Linked DNA regions of Mus musculus: region 2 is linked to region 1. The links are chromatin contacts, called in public promoter capture Hi-C maps. All regions are on one chromosome and are shown on one strand. Each heading gives the region's core, a stretch centred on a gene start, on an enhancer-like site or on the middle of the called end of the contact. The rest is flanking DNA. Distances are from core to core; before and after follow the strand shown.

Region 1 (7,714 bases), core at 1,918-4,417:
TGTAATTCCAGTTCCAGGAGATCCAGTGCCTATTCTGACCTACAAGGGCTCCTCCACACTCGTGGTACGCATAGAAACGCCCAGGCACATAAAATAAAATTTCAAGAATCCATATGATTTTGCACATCATCTAAAAGGATAAACGCAAAGCCAGTGGGGCAGTGTCTTACGTTTGCTCCCGATCCATGAAGCTTGTGTGGAGTTTCCCTTGTGTTACTGTGACCAACCAAAAAGAAGCAGGAAGAGGCCCCGGGTACTCGAGGCTTGACTGTGGTCGGCGGCAGGAGGAGAGGCTGGCTTGAAGCTGACCTTATGAGGTAGTGACCATGCTTCCTAAGCAACCGAGCAAGTCAGAGGAAGCACTGCTCTGGAAACACAGTTCATAAAATTCTTTTATTATATTGAGAAATTTATATCTCTAGATTATGATAATAGTCTAAACTATGAGCCTATCCTAAATCATAATCAGAAACAAACTCATATGTGAACATACTATGGCCTCCTTAGTTCTGGGCTGGTGTGGAACCTACTTTGTAGACAAGACTGGAGCTGAACTCACAGAGGTCTTCTTGACTTTGCTTCCTAAGTGCTGGGATTAAAGGCACACACAAGCTGAAAGTCCCTTTTTTTTAATTAAAAAAAATAACTCTCCCATAACAATGTTCTAATTTGTGTCTGGAGTGTTTCCAAAGGTCCACCTATTCTTGACCCCAGCTGGTCACTTGGGAAATTGTTGAATTTTCTCCCTTTGCTTCATTCCATGAAGGATAACACAGCCTTCTCCCCCAAGTGCTCTGGCAATGATGTACTGTCCTGCCACAGGTGCCATCCAATGGGCTCAAGTGACCATGGATGGGAGCTCCTGACACCATGACACAAAATAAGCCCTTCCCCTTTTCATTTTCTATCTCAAATGTCTTGTTATGGCAATGAAAAGCTGACTAACACAAGCAGTGAAAATACTTATTGCTGAAGAGAATAAAACAACAACAACAAAACGTGGGTATTGGTACCACTCATAAACATACGGTTGATGTGTTAATATTTTCATGTGCACATATATCCTTTCCGGATTGAATTTCTATATATATATTTTTGCATTCCTAAAGTGCCATCTGGGTTATTTTGGGTTTCAGTTGTGGGACTTGACTTCATTTGTGTTTCCTATTGGTTGCTTGAATGTGTTTTGAGTAACGAGCCCATACGTGCACCATCATTCCTAAGGTGACAGAAGAGTTAGTAGATATTAAGGTTGGAAACATTTCAATTTATAGCATCAGGCTCAGACAGAGCATATTTAGACTATCTAAGTAAGAAAAATGAGACATTTTAAAATTTATGCTTTACTCAGTGTTGTCAAATTATCCTTTGTTGAAGTCTTTTCCACTGTAGCATCTGGCAGACACCTCTCTCTCTCTCTCTCTCTCTCTCTCTCTCAGGCATCTTTGATCTTGGAAGGGGCAGCCATGAGTGTTATAGCCCGTGTCCTGGGAAGCCCCCAGGATTACTGACATGAGTCTGGGATACAGAGATGATGCCTCTGTCAGGTACATGATCACAGAAGGAGATGCGTTCCATGTATTTAATATGAACTGTCACTTTAAGAAAGGTCTGTTTTTCATCCCTAACTCCAGATGCTAGCAGTTACTGATAACTGTAGCAACATCAGTGTCACCACCAGCCCCTCTCAAGGCAGGCCTAGGGGCCTGATGTGGGAGTCCCTAAAGATATGGTATTGCCTTCCTTTTCATTGTTTTGGCGAAGGACTTAAGAAAGTAAACTTGTAAGTCTGAAAGATGAATTTGGTCTCTCATGGCTTCAAAGGCTACACTTGGTCCCATTGCCTTTGGGCCCGTGGTGAGGCAATTTATCATGGAGCACGTGATGTAAGAAAACTGTACCCATCAATACATCCAGAGAGCAAAGAGAGAGTAAGAGGAGGGGGCTGGACGCTAATATCTTTAAAGGCATACCTCCAGTCACCTAAGTGGGACCCCCCTCACCCCAAAGTTTCCATCACTTCAAAGTCATGCTGTGGACAGCAGAGCAAACCTTCCATGCATAGGCCTTTGGATGGCATTTAAAATGCAAGACACAATTACTGACTTGCATTCAGCACATAAATGATGCACTACTTTGACTTCTTTGAGGCTGAGTGTATCACCCAGGATTGTCATGTGAACCTGGATGCTAGACCATGGAACAGCCTGCCATTGATGGATCACATGATAAAAATATGTTTGGTTTAGTAAGAAATGATCAAATTGTATTCTAAGGTTCTTTTATCCTTTTGTATTCCCACTAGAAGTGAGGGAGAGCTAGCATTCTTCTCCATATGTACTTCATCGCTTGTGTTGGGATGTGAGCCCTGGGAACGGGTGCCAGGCAATGCCCCATTATTTCTGTCTGTGGCTCTCTACTGACATGAAAGCCAACCATCTTTCCATAGGTTTACTGGCTATCTGTTTACCTTTGCTGAAAAGTGTCTGTTGAGAACTCTCGACCTCTCCCCCTTCCTCCTCCTCACTCCCCGACTGGACTGTTTCCCCTCTGTCCAGTTTTAAGTTTTCTTCCCATATTTCGGATTCCCCTGTGCATTTCGCAAATATCTCCTTTCAGTTTGTGGCTTTGTCTTTGCATTCTCTTAACGTTATTTATGTTTAACTCTTTAACCTTAACGTCATGGTTCAGTTATTTTTAAATACCCAAGGCATCCAAGTTTAACGACTGTGAAGAGAAGTCGAAGGGATCCCGATGTTCCCGGTTGACCACTGACCCCTTTGGTGAGCGACTGCCGTGGTAGAGCGGATCAAGCCATCAAGCTCAGGACCAGCTCAACCTCAAACCTCACCTTCTTAATGGGATCATCACTGCTACGTTCCAAGAGGCAGCCAGTGGCCTGTCCAAGTTGGCTGGGTCTAGCTGAGCTGACATTTTTGCTGACTAGAGTCATGCTATCTTTGCCAGTTCGCTGGAATAGACGCAGACACGGATTGGGTCACCACGAAGACATTCCTGTCTTGTGAAGCAAGTCTGTTTGTATTTTAGGTTTGCCAGGACTAATGAATTAAAACATTTGGACGCTCTACAGCTTGCTGTTTATCAATGCTTCTGACAGGAGGAGGGTTTTTCTTTTGCTCTTGCTTTTTCTAGAAACATGACAACATCCTGGCTGTCGGAGTGGCAAGGAAAGGAGAGAGGGGCTATGCGAGGAAGCGGAACAGGGAGGTCCCGTGGGATGGGACAGTGGGGTCCGGGGCAGAGCAGGTAGTGTGCAGCCTGGGCAGCTGTCTCTGCTCCTCAGAGTGTCGGTGGCTGCTATGCAGCAGGTGCAGACTGCTCTCTCGCTGAGTCTTGACTGCACAAACTCAACGACTGGCCAAGGCAGTGGCTGGCCCTGGATTACACAAGCGCAGACTCTCAACTAAGTGAGGTAAGGCAGCAGGTGTGAAACCCAGCTAACCGCTCTGAGCACGGGCAACTTAACTGAGGCTCCGTTACAGTGGCCGGAGAAGGACCCAGCAGCTGCTTTCCCCGGGGAGGTGCGATGGAAAGGCAAGTTGTGGATGCTGTGTGGCACTCAAAATCTACCGGATCTGGACATCACCCTTTTCAAGACAGACAGGCAGATATTTTCTGTTGTCTTGCCCTTAGCTGTGTTGATCGATTTCATTCCTCTAGCTGGAAGCCAGAGCAGAGGTTTAGTAAACCCAAGAGGCAGATTCCCGTCTCCTGTGCTTCATTTGTTGATGCGGGAAAGTGGAAAGGGATGTGTGCACCTGAAGAGGCGCGAGCTTCCCATCCCTAGAAGTCACACTCAGGCAGACTGCGCACTATAGGTCTCCCAGAAGTAAGACTTTCCCTCTCGGCTACAACTCTCGGAGCTTCTGCTTGTTTTGTTCAACTTGAGACCATCTGTGCTCTTTCCTCAGAAACAGGTGGTTCCGAGAATACTGATACCAAGCAGAAGAAACTACACACAAATGTGCCAGAGGGTTGGTTTTGTTTTTTTTGTTTTTTTTTTTTTTGAAAAGCAAGAAGTCCCGTGTTAAGTCATAGCCATTTCAGGATTCTGTCCTTTTGTAACATAAAGTTATGTTGTCATGGTGTGTAGAATGTCCAGGGCCCAGAGCTATTGTGAGGAGTAACTTGGGCGCAACAGAATTCTAAGTGGCTCATAAACATTTGCTGTGCTTTTAAGCTTTGCTGGATGGCTAATAGAGGCCCGTTTTCTTTCAGGATGGTACCTCAGATGGTTCACAATGTATCTACATCTGAATGCACATATACAAATGTAGGCCCTGAACTTGCCCACACAAGTAATTGTAAAAACAAACCCCAGTGTTCTGGATACTATTTTTAGACACAGAAAAGCTATGGGAAAGAGAAAAAAAAAACCTGACCATGAGAAAATATTCTGCTACCGCAGTTCCCAGGACCCTGCCAAGGATGGCTAAAGACAGTATTTATATTTTGCCATTTTTGGAGACATTTTCCTTAAAATATCATGCAGGTTTTTTTTGGGTTTCTGCCTACATGAGATGAATAGGAAGGAGAGAGTTTAGAAGAGGCATGACCAAAAATAGAAATGTTAATATGGGATGTTTTCCACATATTGTCTCTAAGTTTATTAACTAAATAATAATAATTTAATAAATAGAGCCACACACTCATGGGATGCCTTTGGGTGTTTGTTTGTTTAAAGGAGGGCTTCATGTAGCCCAAGCTGGCTTTGAACTCACGATTTAGTAAATATTACCTTGGATCAGCTGATCTTGCTCCCTTCCATACATGCTGGTAATTATAGCTGTGTGCCCTATGGCCAAGTTTTGTTTTGGGTTCTAGCCTGCTGTTAAGCGGTGAAACCTTGGGCATAAGTGTTTGATAGATTTCTAGGTCATCAGATAGTTAAGAATGTAATTTTCCTACTACAAATATAATGTGGTGTAAAATGGTTTGGGTTTACCTTAGATAATATTCGTCCTTTACTACCTCCCAAACAACCTATCGTATTTAATTTAGGCTTTGTGTGTGTGCTTGCGTGTCTGCACGGACGTGCAGGTGTGCACATGCACATGGAAGCCACAGGCCAACCTTTGGAGTTATGCCTCTGGTTTGGTCTTCCTTGTTCGTTGAGGCCGGGTCTTTCACTAGTTAGTGGGGCTTGCTGCCAGTTAGGCCAGGCTAGTTGTCCCAGGGGCCTCAGAGATCCGCTTGTCTCTATCTCTCCATTACTGAGGTCACAAGCTCATACTGCCATGCCCCCAGATTTTTACAGGAGAATTGAGCTCAGATCCTTCTGCTGCATGGCAAGCATATTACTGGCTGGACTCTCTCCCCAGCCCCTAGGCATGGAAAAGCAGCTTAGTCTGAGGCCATCTGACAGTCTACTAAGACTGTATCATTTTAATATTGTCCCCAATTAAAAATAATAGGCGACCCTCAAAACCAAAATTCAACTGATCAATGGAATGCAATATTGAAACTATGAAATAAGAATTTTTAAACCATGTCTCATTTATTCTGAATGTCTGTTACCGAAGTAATTTTTTTTTTTTTTTTTTTTTTTTTTTTTTTTTTTTTTGCAGAAGAGAAAAAAAAATTAAAATGGACCGGCTATGTACTTACAATGTGGGGAAAGGCAACTTACTAAATCTCCCTTCTTTTTTTCCGAGAGTCTCTGGAGTGTAGGGGTGTGATGCTGGGTAAACTGACAATGGCTATCTTGTGTCCTTGCAGCTGGAAGACCCAGGAGAAGGCCGGGCCTCAGGTGCCCACATGATCAGCACAGCCCGGGTACCTGCAGATAAGCCAGTTCGCATCGCGTTTAGCCTCAATGATGCCCCAGGTACACTTGGCTTCAGGGGAGAGGGCTGCCTCCTACACTTGCCGAATCTTCATCCTATTTGTGATTCCACGGAGAATGTTCAAAATTGCGTGTTTGCATGACCTGACGAGAAAATGTATGATACCCCACCACACAGTTAGATATTCTAGAAGTTCCTTCCACCTCACCACCAAAACTAATTTGGTTGTTTTAACTCTTCCTTCCTTCCTTCCTTCCTTTCTTCCTTCCTTCCTTCCTTCCTTCCTTCTTCCTTCCTTCCTTCCTTTCTTCCTCCTTTTCCCATTCTACCTTTCCTTCAGGATAAGATTCACAGAGCCATGACAACTTCTAAGGATAGCAGACGATGTCATTGTTAAAATGGCCCGAGGAAGTATTTCTTAAGAGCTGGCAGTTGGTTAGATAATATAAAAATATCACTGGCACCGTTCCAGCCACCCGTGTGCAAGGTTGGAGTCTCACTGGTGTTCCCACACTTCCGGCTAAACAAACAGACTTCACCAGGAGTGATGAATGGGGCAGGTGAGGAGGGGCCTCTCTAAATAGTAAAGTCTGAGGTGAGACTGCCGTATTTAGAGTCTTTTGTCATAGCTCCCCTCAGTGACCTCTTAACACGCATATGGAATCGCAGCACCCTTGATCAAGGGGCCCAAGTGGTGGGAGGTCACAGTGGCTGTGAAAGGAAGATCTGCTCTATGAGCTCTGAGACTAATGTCACCTGTTAAAATCACAGGCTCATGCATTACCATTTAACACTCAGGTCTTTTGAGAAAGGAGTCTCATTTTCTCTGTTTTTCCCTCTCTCCTTCCCTGGAGTGTCCACATAGGAGTGATGTTTTACAAATTAATGATTCAGGGCTGGGGGTGATAGCTTAGCCAGTAAAGTACTGTCCATGCAGACACAAAGACCTAAGCTCAGTTTCCTAGAAGCCTTAGACAAAAGCTGGGCATGTGGGTGCACACTTGTAAATCCAGTACTGGGGAGATAGAAGTGGAAGGATCCTTGGTGTGTGGCACTTGAAAAATGCCACCAAGGTTGTCTTCTGGCCCCTACATAAATGCTGACACACACACACACACACACACACACACACACACACACACACACGATTGATGTGTGAAAAGCGGCATAATCATTCCAAAAGAATATAAAGTAAGGATTTTGGCTCTGGAAATTCTGGTGTGACATACCCAGATGCTATATGCTGGGTGATTACATAGCTATTCGTCTACCCTAAAGCCTTCCAGACTGTAGTCACAGTGCAGAATGTTCTGGAGTACGGAGAGGTGAAAACTCAACTCTTCATTATGTATTTTTGACTCTAATCCCATGACCTTTTTCAATGTACACTGTCTCCCACTCAAGGGTTAGTCTGTAAGACACTGGTGAGAAGAAACAGCTGCACGAGGAAGAACCACACCGACAGAAATTCTGATTCTCCGTGCAGGAGGAACTCATCTGTGTTCTTTGTTCAAGTTTAAATGACCATATAATATAGGCATGAGCATTCCATACCTACTGGGTGGAATTCTGAGGCCGGAGACCACATTGTTAGGTAAATAATGGAGTTTATGATCCAACCTCAGGCAGGACCTTAGAAGTCCAGATCCCTTCATTATGGCCTGCTACTTCTCTAAAAAGTACAAGAAAACCTTCCTGCTTTTAAGACTCAGAGCTCCAACATTTCAAGGAATGGCCTATCTGCAACAAGTAGACCTCAAGACACACACGTGCAAGTGCATAATCTAAGAAGTAAGGAGACGTCTAATTTACCTTCTTCTGCACACGTCCCATAGGCACAGAGCGTGCCCCATTTATAATAAACAGAGATACAAATGAAAATTTTAGTCTAGGATACTTGATTTACT
Region 2 (7,714 bases), core at 2,591-5,090, 1.2 Mb after region 1:
CCCATTTTGTTTTAAGTTCTGTATTACTTATCTATTTACTTGTATTTTGGTTTATTTTATAACCTAAATGACCCATTGTTAATTCTGATGTATATTCAGTAGTAAGACCTCTATTGACCCAAATATTTGTCCAACTCAGATTCTACAGGTTTATAAAGCATTTGAAGTCAATGTCCCTAACTTCAATCAGTTAACTGTCTAAGAAACAATTTGTAAGTACAAGTGATAAGGACAGATAATTGATTTCAAAGTTGGTGTTTCCTAGTCTAATCACCAATACAGACTTTTTTTTTTTTTAATTCATGGAAGATGAAGAAAGAAGTATTTGTTTCTTTTTGGTCACTTTCTTAATTTCTGTCTTTCTTTCTTCTTTTCTTTCTTTCTTTCTTTCTTTCTTTCTTTCTTTCTTTCTTTCTTCCTTCCTTCCTTCCTTCCTTCCTTCCTTCCTTTCTTTCTTTCTTTCTTCCTTTCTTTCTTTCTTTTTCTTTTTTACCAAACACAAAGCTCCTTAGTTCTGTTGCTCATTCTCTTACTAATGACAGGGATGCTAATAAACATGGTGACTAACAATGAATGGGATATGATCTGGGATCTGTGAAGTATGCGCATTAGTGGTCAGGACTAAAGAGGCACACACCCTCAAGCTTAGGCACAGGTCCAGACAACCATGCAAGACAGCATCTGGTTAGCATGTTTTCTAAAAAACTGGAAGTCCATATATCATCTGTGTCTTTTTAGCTTTTAAGTATTGGTACATAATTTGAAGTTTGATAAATAGCCCACAGGACCTACATGTAAAAGGAAATGATTGTGTGGTCTGGATTTGATGTAGAATTTGACTGTGCTCTTGTGGTCCCATCACATTGAAATGGGAAGGGCAAGAGATATGTGAGGATGAAAGGGACCCTAGTATATGCCTGAGAAGGTCATCACAATGTTGTGCCATGATGGGAAAATGTTCTGACTTGATGAATTTGATTACCACTGAGTTTGCCTCCAGTGATTGAAAACTTACTGCAGGTTCGACAAGATGTCTGCTTTCAGAAAGATTTTAGGAGGTTCTGATTTGAAAAACAAAACTCTGCTTCTAGTAGTAAACGGACTAAGATATTTACCCCAGTTACCAGGAGCCCAAAGAAAGGTATTTAAAGAATTAGATAAACTTTTTAAAACATAGAAGTTAGATATTGGATGCCTGAGAAGTTCCTTGTCATCCAAACCATGAAGTGATGCTTTTAAAGAAATTTCAATTAAACATACTCTTACAGAAAGGGCACTGGTAGTTTCAGCATCTGACACTTAATCCTATTATATTTTCACCAATTGAATTTATCATTCAGTGACAGAAGCCTTGACATTGTTCATTTTAAACACTCATATCACCTGTTTGACCTTTGGTGGATTACATCACTGTCTTTATTCTGAATTGCCAGGAAGTCTAGTTATATTAAAAAGTCCTGATGACTCTTTCAAGTATTTTATTGTTTCATGTTTTCATGTGGAATTAATGAGAGGGAATGTCAAGAAAAGGGACAACAGAAATGTATAACAAGATAATCACTAACACAGTTGAGCCCTGAAAGGAGACTTTGCCACAAAGGTCTTGGGAAGGAGATGTGACTGAATGTGAGTCCCTTCATTGTCTCATGACAACAATTCACAAACCTAGAGCTGGTATCTTCCACAAGTCAGAATCAAATCATGAAGTGCTGGATTCAAGGCTTTATCTTTTCTGACCTTTTCCAGTGTTCTAGGAAGATGAAGCAGAAACCACAGCTTCGTAGCTTGGGAGCTATGGGTGGCCGTCCACAGTCCATGAGCAGGTTCAGAGGGCTTCTTGCACTACAGGTACCAAACACATTCCCAAAGCATCCAACTGATGACTGTGCAAGAACATTAAACTAAAAGTTGAATCACTGAAGGTGCTCTGCTACCGGCTGGGCGATAAAATTCTCCTATATAAACAGCAATCCTGCAATGATTCTTCAAGAAAATAATGACACTTGGAACAGCAGTAGAGTTATCTATAAGTGCAGAGAGGAGGAATGGCCAGGAGACATTTTAAAGGAGAAAAATATATAAGAGAAAATTAGAATTTGTTGGTCTTAGATTCAAACCCAGGAATTAGTGTAAGTTCATTGGTGGAGGTGCTATACAGGGCAAAGTTTTCTCTAGAACATCTTTCCTCAATTGTTTCAGGATCCAAAACAGGAAAGAAACTAAAGTTTCTACATGTGTATGGGTAGAATGCATGCAAATCCTGTGGCATGTGGGGAAGTGATAAACTATCAATCCTATGGATTCTACAAAGTCTTGGCCAGAGTGCTGACCCCAGAGAGACTGGCGTGAGCTCTTTTACATTTCTACTTTTGCCTGGGTCTGGGAAGAGTCTTTTTTTTTTTTTTTTTTTTTTTTTTTTTATCAGCAACTTCCACAGGCCCTAAACTCTAAGGCTCACAGCCATTTGCTGTGGAGTCCCACATAACTAGCAACAGCCACAGCTTGTAGCCTGGGTAGGAATGTGGAGAGGGACACCTGACTGGGAGGAACATGGTCCTTGACTTGGAGCACCAACCGAGAAGAAGTGGGAAGAAGCATAAAGCTGAGATATTCTCAACAATAAATAGTGATATTGAAAGGAGCTAGTTCTCTCATCTCAAATACTTGCCAGATTTATAAAGGAAAAATATTATTTTCACCCTCTACAGAAAAGCATGTAAAAAACTCCACTCCTGTCTATAGAGGTGATGATCCATTCAGGTCAGGGAAACATCCAAATGCTCAAAGAGGAAGGCGGCATCACATCCTGGTTTTGTACTATGTGTTGGTTTTTTGAACTTTCCAAGTTTAACATTTTGCTATGATTTTCATTCTAAATTATTAACATTCATACTCAGATACATTCTCATTTATGATATGTTGTTCTGATAATGGTGACTCACAAAAATATCCTCTTCAATATTCACAAACTCTGGAACTCCCTCTGGTAAGAAAGCTGCAACCAAGCATGGACAGGTAGATTGGATAGGATAAGCTCTGAAACCATTCATCACATTGAAATGATGGTTAGTGATATGAGTTGGGAAGGAAACTCTAGATGAATTTGAACTAAGAGGAGACTATGAACCAGTACATTAAATGAAAAAATATATCCACAATACCATTCCTTCTGGTGCCATTGATTTTTGTACACTAAATGTCCCTTAATGGCCCCATATTGTTTTGATTTCATTATTCTAAATAATCATTTTTATACATATGTGTTCAAGACTAGAATGATTTTTGTACAATGTCCCATTTTTTTGGCTTGCATTTATGTAGCTCTTATAGATTGGACATAATAACCATTGATAATAATGTATTAAAAATTGGAACATTATACTGCAGAGTGTGAATCAATGCTTTGATACTGGAGCCATCTGATATGGCTTCTTGTCAATGCAAGATTTTGCCTTTTATTCAATGACCAATTGAGGATAAAGACTTTGTCATCTCTGAGAGTAATTCCCCTACCCAAACAAGAACACATACACGTCATAGACAGTGAACAGTGGGGGATTTCCTGACCATAATGGCAGAGGCACTAATTAAATAGTCATAGCATTTGTAGCATAAATACATTTCATTGACTCAGACATATAAAAAATGAGTTCTCCCTTAAACGAAAGATTAAAGGAGTTAGTTAACTGCAATTATATAGAAAATTACTGAGGTCCAGGCATGCAGATGAGGGAGCCCACATATGGAAACAATGGTTGTATAAGAAGCCACACCCATTGCTGAGAGTATATAAAGTTCCCAGGTAAGGAGTGATTTACAAACTCAGAATCTTCTCTTGTACTCTGCTCAACTTACACCTGCCATCAACATGTCCTACGGCTGCTATTCTGGAAACTTCTCTTCCCGCTCCAGTGGAGATCACCTGAGCTACCCTCACTCCTCTTGTGGCTCTTCCTACCCCAGTCACCTACTCCAGAGCACTCGCTTCTACTCCCCAGGAACCTGCCATCTGGGCTCCTCTCTCCACAGTGGCTGTCAGCAGAACTGCTTCCAGCCCATCAGATGCCAGACTTCCCATGTGGTACACAGCTCCTGCCAGCGGCCCTGCTACAGCCCCAGAGTCTCCAGTGTCTGCAGTCCCTGCAGAACCACATATGCTGGCTCTCAGAGCTTTGGATCCAGCAGCTGCCACTCTCAGGGTTATGGGTCTAGAAGCTCTTACTCTCTGAACTGTGGGTCCAGTGGCTTTAGACCACAAAGGGTCTCTTCTCTGGGCTATGGATCTGGATTCTGCCACCCATCCTATGTGCCCTATAGAACCTGTCAGTCTCCTTGCTACAGACCAAGCTGTGGCACTGGATCTGGATTCTATTGATCTTCTTTGTAACTTCCAGTCTTGTTGACCATTATCATCCTCCCCTGGTTCCCTGGCCTTTGTTGTCTTCCTTGGGCTGGGAAGAATTGTTCTCTCATTCCCTGATTGCCAATTCTTCACTTTCTCTCTAACCTCAGATATTGGCTGGTGGGTTTCCTTTGAGAACTTTGTAATTAATCTCTTAACTCAAAAATAAAGCCTGCATTGCAAATGAAGTTTACAGTGCTGAATTTCTTCCCAAATTTATGAATACTAAAATTTCAAGCTAATGAATATACTGATTTGATATTTATCTATGCTTGCTTTTGTTAGTTATTTATCATATGCTTGCTTTTGTGGTTGTGAAACACGAAATTGATTAGCATTAAATGAGCAACATGCATAGAGATTCAGGTTTTGAAGTTCTATTAAGTTGTGTACTGGATAAATACCTTATATGTCTCAGTTAGTTTTCTTACTTAAGAACATCACCTTTAATCCCAGCACTCAGGAGGCAGAGGCAGGTGGATTTCTGAGTTTGAGGCCAGCCTGGTCTACAAAGTAAGTTCCAGGATAGCCAGGAATACACAGAGAAACCCTGTCTCGAAAAACCGAAACCAAAACCAAAACCAAAAAAAAAATCAAGTATAGATTCTATTAATGAAATCCCAGATGTAAAAAATGAATTGATTTCTATTAGTAGTGGATTCTCAGGTCTATGCCAACTGGTCTACCTAAGTTATGTAAGACAGCAAAAGATAAAATATCTTTAGATTTTATGGCTATGGGGTCCCTTGTGCACTGACAATAAATGTTTTCATTGTAATGTCTCTTATGGACTCATGTCTTGAGTGCCAGTTTAACATGATAATCTCCTTAGGAGGCTGTATAACCTTTATTAAGTTTAGGCCTACATCAAAGTGATACTCATGAAGTAGTGTGGACTCAGCGGTCTATATTTCCTTGTCTTCCATGCTCTGAATTCTCACCATCTCATACTTATAGCATCACAGGTAGAGCCACTCTGCTCTGGTTCCCTATGTTGGACTTGTAATCCTATGAAATGGTGAGTGCCTGTGAATCTTCCCCATACATTGTTCTGCCAGTTATCTGGAAAAGAAACACAGAAGAAATGAAAATGACTACATTAGTTATGAAGAATAGTACAGATTTTCCAAAATGTTAGGAAAAGAACTGGATATGATTTAGCAATATACTAGAAGTAGAATAATATACTGATAAAAGACTGTATAAAAATGTGATACCTACCCACATTCAAATATTAGCTGTTAAAATGATGAGATGGTATTTTTGAGAGAATATGGAGTAAAAGAGACATAGGTATGTTATAGGATATAAGACAGACTCAGAAATCCTGAAAGAGCTCACCCACATGTACAACATGAAAAGATTGCTCTCACACATATTACACAACCCAGTTTGTCTGTCATTCTGTCATTCCATATGGTTCTCACTACTTGCTTCCTAGCTCAGTCCAGTCTCTCTTCTGCTGCCTCCAGTGTCTCCCTCCCTCTGCCTGCATCTCAACTTCCCTAAAGTTCTGTCCCAGCTCCTCCCTAGTTCTCTCTCTCTCTCTCTCTCTCTCTCTCTCTCTCTCTCTCTCCCCCTCTCTCTTTCCTTTCCTTTCCTTTTTTTCTTTTTTCTTTCTTTTTCCTATTTTATTTTATTTTATTTTATTTTATTTATCTTATGTATTCACCATTGCTCTCTTGAGACTCACCAGAAGAGGGCATCAGACCCCAATTGCAGATGGTTGTGAGCCACCATTTGGTTGCTGGGAATTGAACTCAGGACCTTTGGAAGAGCAGTTGGTGCTTTTAACTGCTATGCACAAAAGCAGCGTTCATTACTCAGCTAGCAAGCTGGGGAAGGTCTTTGTCTTCAGGACCTGTTTCTTTTCTCTTAAAGGCAGGTGAAGAAGTGGCATTTACATATTCATCTAGCCAGGAACTGAGGGCTCCCCAAAACAATTGAAAACACAAGGTCACCCTATGAAATTTAGGAGGACCCTACAAAATGTAGGAGGGCACACAAAAGTAATGATAGTAGCCTATTTTTCAGGAGTGTTCTCGTGTACTTCTTTAACAACTCAAAAGAAGATTTACCATGCTTGGACTGGAGAGTTTGTTGGCAGATGGCTCTGGGAAAGAACACTATTACTACAACTTCATTTAAATTATTTCTGTATGTATACACATATGCTTGTATATTATACATTTATTCTTGGGTTTAAATTAATTCTGTTCATTAGGAGGGAATTCACTCTTGGGACTGTAAACCTAGCCAATTGGTCATAGCTAATGATAAAGTCATGCCATCTAGAAGAAAACCTATTATTATCTCTTTTCTTAAATCACTATAGTTCCTAACTGCATTCGAAAGACTATCCTTATATAAACAAATAAGTGTAGTTCTCTCTGTACCATCAAGTAGGTTTCTTTTTGCAGCAGACAAAAACCATCACAGAAATTGACAACTGGCCAAAAGGCAGAATGCAATAGACTGTGGGGAGCTGATCCCCAATTGGAAACATCTACCATACAACCTCCATGCCTGAGACTTTGGGAACATCGCAGAAGAAATGCAGAACTTCACCACTAAGGATGGAACTGTTTAAGGGCCAGCAGAACAGGATGTCTACTCTGAGATTGTGTGTGTTATCTATTACAAATATCTGAACTCCTGACATCTTAATAACATGGCTCTAAACAAAGCTTTTGCAAAGAAAGCATCAGTTGATACGACATCATAGATGAGGGAACTCTCATGAGGCCCCACATGAAGCTGAATAACTACGGTGATCCATGGCTGCTGAGCAAAAAACAAAACAAAACAAAAACAAAAACAAAACAAAAACAAAACAAAACGAAAAAAAAAAAAAAAAAACAATTCAGAGTTAAGGACCTTGATAGGTTATCCAATCCCAAGTAACTGACCTCATATGAACATACACACAAGTCATAATAAATGGACTCTGCAGGTTGTATTTATAAATGCATACATGTATGTCCCATAAACATAATTAAAGAATAAAAGTTATGAATTGGGAAGTACTGGGGGGACACAAGAGGAGTTGGAATGGGAGAAAGAACCAGTGGTATTGACTCCAATACAGTGTTCAAGTATAAAATTAAAAAGTATATATTATTGTATAACTAGATGTGAAATTTTTACTCCCTATGGTTTAAAGACCAGAAGGAGGGCTGTGAGTATTTTAACCATAAAAAAGTGATAAATATTTGAGAATATAGATGTTTTCACCAGAATGTTATGCAAAGCATACATTTAAAAAACATGGTAACATTAATATGTGTAATATTATGATTTCATGTAGCAGTT

Evidence for each region. Promoter capture Hi-C pulls out the DNA fragments that hold promoters and counts their contacts.
Region 2: a promoter capture Hi-C map of hippocampal neurons shows a contact between it and region 1, with 2.7 times the contacts expected there. The contact joins the promoter of Krtap13-1 here to the promoter of Map3k7cl in region 1. A contact is called at or near these places in 2 of 39 promoter capture datasets (the 3T3-L1 cell line and hippocampal neurons).

The regions. Positions count from the first base shown.
Region 1 is chr16:87,550,163-87,557,876 of GRCm38.p6, forward strand. Map3k7cl (Map3k7 C-terminal like) reads left to right here and starts at 3,168. Exons shown (of 5, transcript NM_144854.2): 1 at 3,168-3,433; 2 at 5,740-5,848. The coding sequence starts at 5,779.
Region 2 is chr16:88,725,022-88,732,735 of GRCm38.p6, forward strand. Krtap13-1 (keratin associated protein 13-1) reads left to right here and starts at 3,841. Exons shown (of 1, transcript NM_183189.1): 1 at 3,841-4,590. The coding sequence starts at 3,869. The coding sequence ends at 4,375.